2 separate regions of the Anas platyrhynchos genome follow, and region 1 is linked to region 2. Evidence: chromatin contacts called from public Hi-C data. All regions are on one chromosome and are shown on one strand. The core of a region is the stretch at or near the end of the contact, and the rest is flanking DNA. Distances in the headings are between cores, read along the strand shown. Region 1 holds the start of RIPK2 (receptor interacting serine/threonine kinase 2). Region 2 overlaps LOC101800982 (Y+L amino acid transporter 2).

Region 1 (3,725 bases), core at 255-2,754, 40 kb after region 2:
ACCTTTGCCTGCTCCATACCAGAGGGGCATTGAGCAATGCCTAAACCAGCAGGAGCCCACAGCGGCTCCCAGGCTGCCTTGCTGTTGGGCAGGTCGCACGCCAAATTCTGCGATACGCAGCACAGGCTTCCTGGTTGGAAGGATTAACTGCACCGTCAACTCTCTGGCCTTCCGTCCTCACGGCAGCTTTTTCAGGATGGTATGTTACACTGCCTACAGTACAACCCACAACTTACTGCAGACACAGCGCAGGTTTACTGCAGCTTTTGGTTATTCTTACAGTACTTCTGAGCTTTGCATGGTATATGGTTGTTAACCTGAGTGGTTTTGATTACCCTGGTTGCCTTTTTTTGTCAAGTTTTCACAGGTTAGATGTCACACTGATCTAGATCCCAGCAAGGCTAAAAGTAATATTTACTGTTTTCTCCCAAGTGAGTTCAGAGAACAAACACTGCATTTCTGATTTGTGGGGATTTAAGACTACATTTACATTAATGAAAATGAAACCAGTAAACTTAACAACAGCACAATGCTCCTGCTTAAAAACAACTGAGACTTCACTTCATTCTGACAAGATTTCAGAGATAAAGCCTGTGCATTACACACACCTGGGGAATAAGTTGTTCTAAGCCATCTAACCTCGTGTTTCATATTTTAGCATATTGAGTCACAGGACTAGAAGTCTTCTGGGCTAGCTTGTAACCTTTCCAAAAACCAAACCCCAAAAATTTGTGAACTGAGGAACAGCCGACACGTTTTTACACCCACGTCCCATAGGTTTAAGTGTGCAAGCTCACAAGCACACACGTACACCCGTGTGTCTCAGCCGCCTGTCTGCCTGACACCGGATCAAAAAAACCTGAGGCAGCAAAGATGAAAGACACCTACAGAAAAAACAGGAGGCTACACCCTAAGGAGAGGCAAACTAGCATCGATACGGTTCAAAAATGGCATTACAGAGAGTGAAGGAGGCAGGAACAGCTGGAAAGCTGCTCCCTGCTGCTGGGGTGACAGCTCGGCCATAAACGCGCTGCCACCTGACCCCCGGGAAAAGGGAACGCGATCGCTACCAGCTGACGAACCAGTGAAAACCAGCAGTATGTAGGGGTCTACAAACCTGATATTTAACATATTTAACAGACCTGGGGCGAAACCACCACCACCCCCTTCAGCACCCCAAGGGGAGGAAGCAGCGGGGCCGCCCCACGTCCCCCCACCGCGCGGGCTGGGGCGGCCCCGCCGCTCCCCCCATGTCCCCCCGGACCCTCCCCAACCCCCCCCCCAACCCCCAAACCCCCCTGGCCGCCCCGCTACCTGTCCAGCAGCGGCCCCTGCAGGCACTTGAGGGCCACCGGGACCCTCCAGTCGGCGTGCCGGGCGGCCGACACGGTGCCGTAGGCGCCGCGGCTGAGGAAGCGCAGGTCGGGCAGCTTGCTGGAGGGGACGGCGGGCAGGGAGCAGCTGATGGCGCCCGCCCGGCCACCGCCGCCCTCCCCGCCGTTCATCCTCGGCCGGTTCCAGGGCCGGGGCCGGCTCCGTGCTGCTCGTGGGGTGCCGGGGGCGGCCACGCCGTGTCTCGGCCAGGAGCTTGCGGAGCCCACAGCGCCCCAGCACGGCCGCCCCGGCTCGGCTCGTCTCGCCGCCCTTCCCCGCCTCCCCCCACACCCCGGCCCGCCTCCCCGCCGAGGAGCGGCTTCCCCCAGGAGAGCGGTCAGGCCCCCTCCGCGGGGATTTATCGCGACAGCGGCGATACAAGGAGAGGCACAGCCGAAATCTCCAGAAAGCCATCGCCGGCCGTGCCCGCGCGGTTTGAGGTAACCTGACGTGAGGGTTAGCGGGAAGGTGCTGCACGGCTCGGGCACCGAGTCACGTTTTTCGTTAAAAGTGATTTATTTCGGAATTAGTAGTCTGTGGCTTTCCCCATAGGAGAAAGCCACCCTTCTAACAGGGTGAGCGGAGCCGATGCCTCGCCTTAACGTGGATGGACCTCGGGCTGTGTGCGGCTCTCACCTGCCCTCTTCTCGCCCCGTAGTGGGTAGGGAGCAGAGAAAGAGGGAAAGAAGCCAAGTTTTCAGGCTGTGATACTGGGTGATATGTCACAGTGTGCGGATGGAGGCATGGCAATTATTTCTCAGTTCTCTATTTAGGCCTAGAGCCCATAGAGTTGTAGAATCACGGAACAGCTTGGGTTAGAAGGGACCTTAAAGATCCCCTATTTCCAGCCCCCTGCCATGGGCAGGGACACCTCCCTCCTGGCCAGGTTGTCCAAAGCCCCATCCAGCTTGGCCTTGAGCACCTCCAAGGATGGGGCATCCACAGCTTCTCTGGGCAGCCTGTGCCAAAAAGCAAATAAAGCAAGTCCTGAAGTGTCCTGTTTTCAGCTTTCATTTGGTCTGTATCTTTCAGGCACACTAGGTGATTATGCAGAAGTATAATTTCAATGCAATGTTTGCAATACGTAAATTTTAGACATTGATATAAATATATGCCTTTCTGTATTTACCATGTCAGTAGTTCTAGTTGTCATCCTATGTTGGCTTTGTTATATAAAAGAGATTTTGCTTCCTAAAGAAAATGACATGCAATGAACATACACAGTGAGCATGTGCTACAGAGCCCCTTTGTAACTCCATACGTAAGCTATTTCCCATTAAGAGATTATGATTATCACTACGCTAAAAATTTAAAGATACCATATGAAAACAGGACGCCTAACGGGAGTAAGTAGCCAGTTGCTGCTTTCTACAGGTCCTTGGGAATTTTGTCAGAGCTTGAAGACAAACTTGCCGGTAAGGGTGGAAGGGGAAGAAGAGTCGTGTGATTCACGTTCTGTGGTGAGCTGCCTGTTTTGTGGACACTCTAAAACAGAAGTTTGAAGAAGATAAAGTGGTGACTCGGAGTTCCCAAAACGAGAGGCTGGCTACCAAGGGAAAAATCAGAGTATTCAGTATCAGAATATCGCTGCTTCTGGAAACCCCCTTCTTTTTCCTTTAGTAAATTTAGATTCATTTTGTCAGATAACTTAAATGACATCATAACTGGCTTAAATTTTCATCGTTCAAGTGAAGTGGCATAAATTGCAGCTAAAATACAAAGTAATTCCAAAATAAATCTTTAAATCATCCTTTGAAATTCTGCTGAAACTGTTAATGGCTGCAAAACTCAAATACATCGTGTATCAATTGAAGTTTTGTCTGTGGTGTCCTGATTTTTAGATTAACAAGTGCAATTGTCTTTGAATCTGTGTTGTAATGGCTTACAGAATAACTGTGTAACAATACCTGTTGACTTTGTTTCCAACCATAAATCGGTTCATGGCCTTGTGCCTGAAAGACTTTCATTATGCTCAGTCACAATACATGCAGTTGATTTTCCTTTTAATCACTCAGTTTTAACCACTGTTGAGAAATACCTTTATAATTGTTTGTCTCAATCAATACAAGACCTAACTTGTTTCAGCAGTTTATTACATGTAAAAAATTCTAAACCTTTTTTGTTTCCTTTGCTACTGATTTTTAACTTAATCACTTTGGTTTCTCTAAATGTAATCAAGAGTCCCTTTTTGCAGTAAATGTCAAGTGACCACCAGGAAAAATCTTTAGCAGATTTAAGGATAATCAGTTACTGCACGATGGACTTCAGTTAGCTTCTACTCGCTGAATATGCTGAAGATTGAGAAAATAAACATTTTCAAGTAAAACTCCACATATCTGCTTATGCAACCA
Region 2 (3,857 bases), core at 590-3,089:
TTGCATTTTTACTTGACAGATAGGAGAGGCATGCAGACATTCAGACAGCAACAGGGAGACAGCAGAACACGTTTCCCCATGCTTGTTATTAGGACATCACTTGTGAAATTCTACCAGAACTCACAGCTTCCCCTGCCTGGCACCGACCCCAAGGAGGGTGATGTGCTGAAGTGGCATTACGCCCTCTCAGCCAGGGAGAAAAGGTTTGGAAACCCAATTTCAATTCCTGAATCTGTCTCATATTTCCTCCTCTCCTAACCATGCCTTTATTGTCACCAGAGGAATTGTGACCAGTGGAGCGAGAACTTCTTGGGACACCATTCTCAGTAGGATGCTCTCTCCCACAAAGCAGTTCCCTAAAATTAAGACACAGGAAAACCTTTTCTTTCACAGTTGTCCTCTAGTTTAGATCAATCAGATGAGACAACAACCTGCATAAAGCTGCAAAATAGAAGAAATGTTCATGAAACTGCATGAATCTTCACTGCAGTGCTGAAAAGAGGAAGAAAGGCCTGTCTGAATTTGCAGAGGAAAGCGAACTATCTAACATAAATGGAAGTGGGTTTAGGTATTAAGGAAGACAGAAATACACTGAAACCTCTATTAGGGAAGAAAGTAAGGTCTTTCCTATAAAATGAAGCAACTTCACCATGTGGTTAAACTAAGGAATATACTGATACCACAAAAGCAATGCAATTGTTGAAGAACACTAAATAGCAGTTTTTCACATTCATAGAAGTCTTTTTCTCTGGAGAATGCAAGAATCAAGGAAGGCAAACCTACACTATCCAAACATGCTTCAGCAACATGGCGGAAGAAAATGGCAGGAAGGAACAAATAAAGGAAAAATCCAATAGGATCAAGAAAAGCTTTCTAACTATCAAACCTACTCAAAATGAGATACATTCACAGTGTTTAAAAAAAAAAAAAAAAAAAAAAAAAGAGGCATATCTGAAAAAAAGAGGCACGTCAGAAGGAGTATAGCAAGGCTAAAATTTGACAATTGGTTTTTCCATTGAATCATAGCATCACAGACTGAAGCAGCTGTTGAGTTTATAAGAGGGCATTGAAAAGAGGGCATTGACCCGGTCACAACTTCCTCCAGAAGTCTAGATCATTTCTCCTGCCAGTCCTTGCTGTATTTAAGTGCTTGGTTCTGTTCAGGCAAAGTAGAGATGAGACCTTTACCACTATTTCAAGCCCTCAGCGTTTTGCACTCCTTGCAGGATGACTTCCTCTCTGCCTTTTTCCCTCCTGACCCCAGGTAACAACGTAAAGGAACCAACCTCAGGACTGCATTCATTTATTCAGATTTCTTTAGGCTTGAACAAATGTATGACAACTGACATGCACCACTATGGCTAAAGAAACAAACAAAAGCAAAAACAAAAAAAAAAAACAACACCCTCCCTTAAAGTCTGGTGTAGCTTTACAGTATAATAACCAGAGCCAAGGAAAGGAGAAGGCCAGAAAATATAGGAAAACAAACACTCTTGTTAGGTTTTACAAGCTAGTTTCTGCAGAAGAAAAAGACAATTCCTAAACCAAAGAGGGAAAACCATCTCTATTTTAACTGAATAAAGACACAATGGCTATTTAGGGATTTCATAGGAAAGGAAAATGAAAAAGAAACCTTAGTAACTAAGCAACAGAGCTAGAGTTGGAAGAGACTTCACTGCACCAGAGCCCAAACTAATAAAATCAAATCTGTTGTCATATGCAAAGATCAGAAGTAGCACTGGAATAAACGATCATTTTGCTGTTATGTAAATACAGTTCAGCCCAGTTACTGCTCATAAAAGATGGCTCATCCATCCTGTGATGCCTTATGATACCACAGTGATTCACAGGAGAGCAGTGTTACAGCATTGTCCCCTGTTTCTAGGAATGAGCACACCCTCTTACCACAGACCAGGGGCTCGTTCCTGTAGCTGAAGAAAAGAGCAAATTCCTTCTTCCTCTGATATCTGCTATGCTGCGGTGCCCCAGAAGAAGGAGCAACACTAGTCTACTAATTTTCACTAGCATGAGACAGAGACACTGAGGCTAACTTTAATCTGGTTAACACCAAACTGATGTTAATTCAGCTGCTATCTGCTACTCAGCCTTGCAGTGTAGGACTTGGTGTGCGCTGGTTTGCCACAATAAGGACAAAAGAATAATTAAACCACTGGTGCTTACTGAGCCGTAAAATTCCTCTAATCTTCCTATGACAGACAACTTTTTCTGAATAAATAATACTTTGTATACAAGTCTTATAGCGTCTGATCTTCCTGCGTGGATTCTGAAATTCATGTATGGTTCATTTTTAAGAATTCACATAAAGTAAAAATATTCTTACCTTTACCAATCTTGTAAAGGCCAACAGCTATCACCAAGATAAGAGCCATAACTTTTGCATACGTGAAAACATCTTGTACGCGAGTTCCCCACTTCACATTCACACAATTAATAAATGTTAAGGAACCTGTAGAGAAATGTAATATGCATGAGAGGAGCACAGTATGTTTGGCATCACTATTTCAAATGTTCCTTACAGAGAGCACTGTTCTTTCAAGAAATAAAACAGAAACAAATGTCAACATTCCAGGACCACCTAGATTTATGAAGATGAATGAAATACCTGTGATGCTTACTCCATGAAAAGAGATAGAAAGAAACTACCAAATTTTGAATTTTAGGATAATCCCTGTTCCTTTTAAATAATCTTTAAACCTTTAAGTTTTCTTAAAATTAACAGAGTTGCTCACATGTAGATGTGATTTCTTTATATTCATTTTTTGCACTGAAGTTCTCCTTGAATCAGACTGAAATTCTCCTGAAGCTCTCCTTGCTGATTCAAGCTCTAGTTACATACAGAGTAAGGACAGCTTTTGCACCAAGGGGTTTGGATGCTCTTTGCAGGACATTGAGCTCAAAATGAAAATGCCCAAAATGAAAACCACTTAGAAGCCTTTCTTTATAGTGAGGAAATTAACATCCAACTGCAGATGCTCATAGGACTTTTGTCTTCATTGTCACAAGCAGCTCTACATATTTGACTGGGTGTCCTCCAGCCAGCTGTCAAAGTAATGATGCACCTAACTATTTATGGAATCAGGACCTGATTTGTCGTCACTATTCCATATTAACATATCAATGTTGTGCGATAGGAACAAAATTTTATTTTTATTCTGGTGTTAAAAACCCCAAGAGGGGGAATAATTATTCCTACTCTGTGTCAGGTTTGAATATAAGTTAAACATGCCTATAAATAAAGGACTGCTGAAAATATTGCTCTAGTAAATGTGGCATAGACATTGAAATATGTTTTATTCTCTGTAATTAAAAAAAAATCTCTTGTAAAGAATTTAACACATACGTCTCATTTAAAAATAAAGTAATATATACAAATAAGTGCTAGAGGTGGAGCAAGTATTTCTTAAAAAGGATAGAATATGTGTTGACTGAAATTTTTAATACCGAACATTTATGCATCTTTCATGATGCTATAAAGTGCTATTTGAAACACAGCAAAGGATACATTTACTTCATATGTATGTAACACAACATGTATTACGTGCTTCAGTGTCATTAAATTCAAGGCAGCAGTATCTTTCCATAAGATTCCCAGTAAATCATACAATGTACAGATGTAAATGTTCTCCGCACTGTGTTGGTGAGGTGCCAGCTAAATCTACTGCTCCCAAGCCTTATCAAAATTGTTCAAGCTAGTAATAGGCTTGCTATCTGACACTGCATATCGCAGTCAATATAATAAACTGTAATTTTCCCAGCAGTCTGGGCTGCTACCCAAAATGCTGGTTGTAGGCCTGGTCAGCTAATTTTCTGTATGAGAAAGCAGCAGCTGCCAGCCA

Evidence for each region. A called contact is a pair of places that touch in the nucleus more often than the background predicts.
Region 1: a contact with region 2 is called in a Hi-C map of subcutaneous adipose tissue, with 2.1 times the contacts expected there. The contact joins the promoter of RIPK2 here to the enhancer-like site in region 2. A contact is called at or near these places in 2 of 8 Hi-C or Micro-C datasets (liver and subcutaneous adipose tissue).

What each region holds. Positions count from the first base shown.
Region 1 is chr2:26,244,560-26,248,284 of IASCAAS_PekinDuck_T2T, forward strand. It overlaps RIPK2 (receptor interacting serine/threonine kinase 2), which reads right to left and starts at 1,505. Exons shown (of 11, transcript XM_027452444.3): 1 at 1,315-1,505. The coding sequence starts at 1,505. LOC113842885 (a long non-coding RNA gene) reads left to right here and starts at 1,646. Exons shown (of 3, transcript XR_003495758.3): 1 at 1,646-1,814; 2 at 2,749-3,725.
Region 2 is chr2:26,204,677-26,208,533 of IASCAAS_PekinDuck_T2T, forward strand. LOC101800982 (Y+L amino acid transporter 2) reads right to left here. Exons shown (of 10, transcript XM_038175012.2): 3 at 2,342-2,467. Among named protein-coding and RNA genes, the nearest start is that of RIPK2, 39 kb to the right of the region's middle. Within about 2 kb of position 1,840, at least 3 of the 8 cell types and tissues checked have an H3K27ac peak or open chromatin away from gene starts, as enhancers often do. A contact at or near this core is called in subcutaneous adipose tissue, where this site is marked.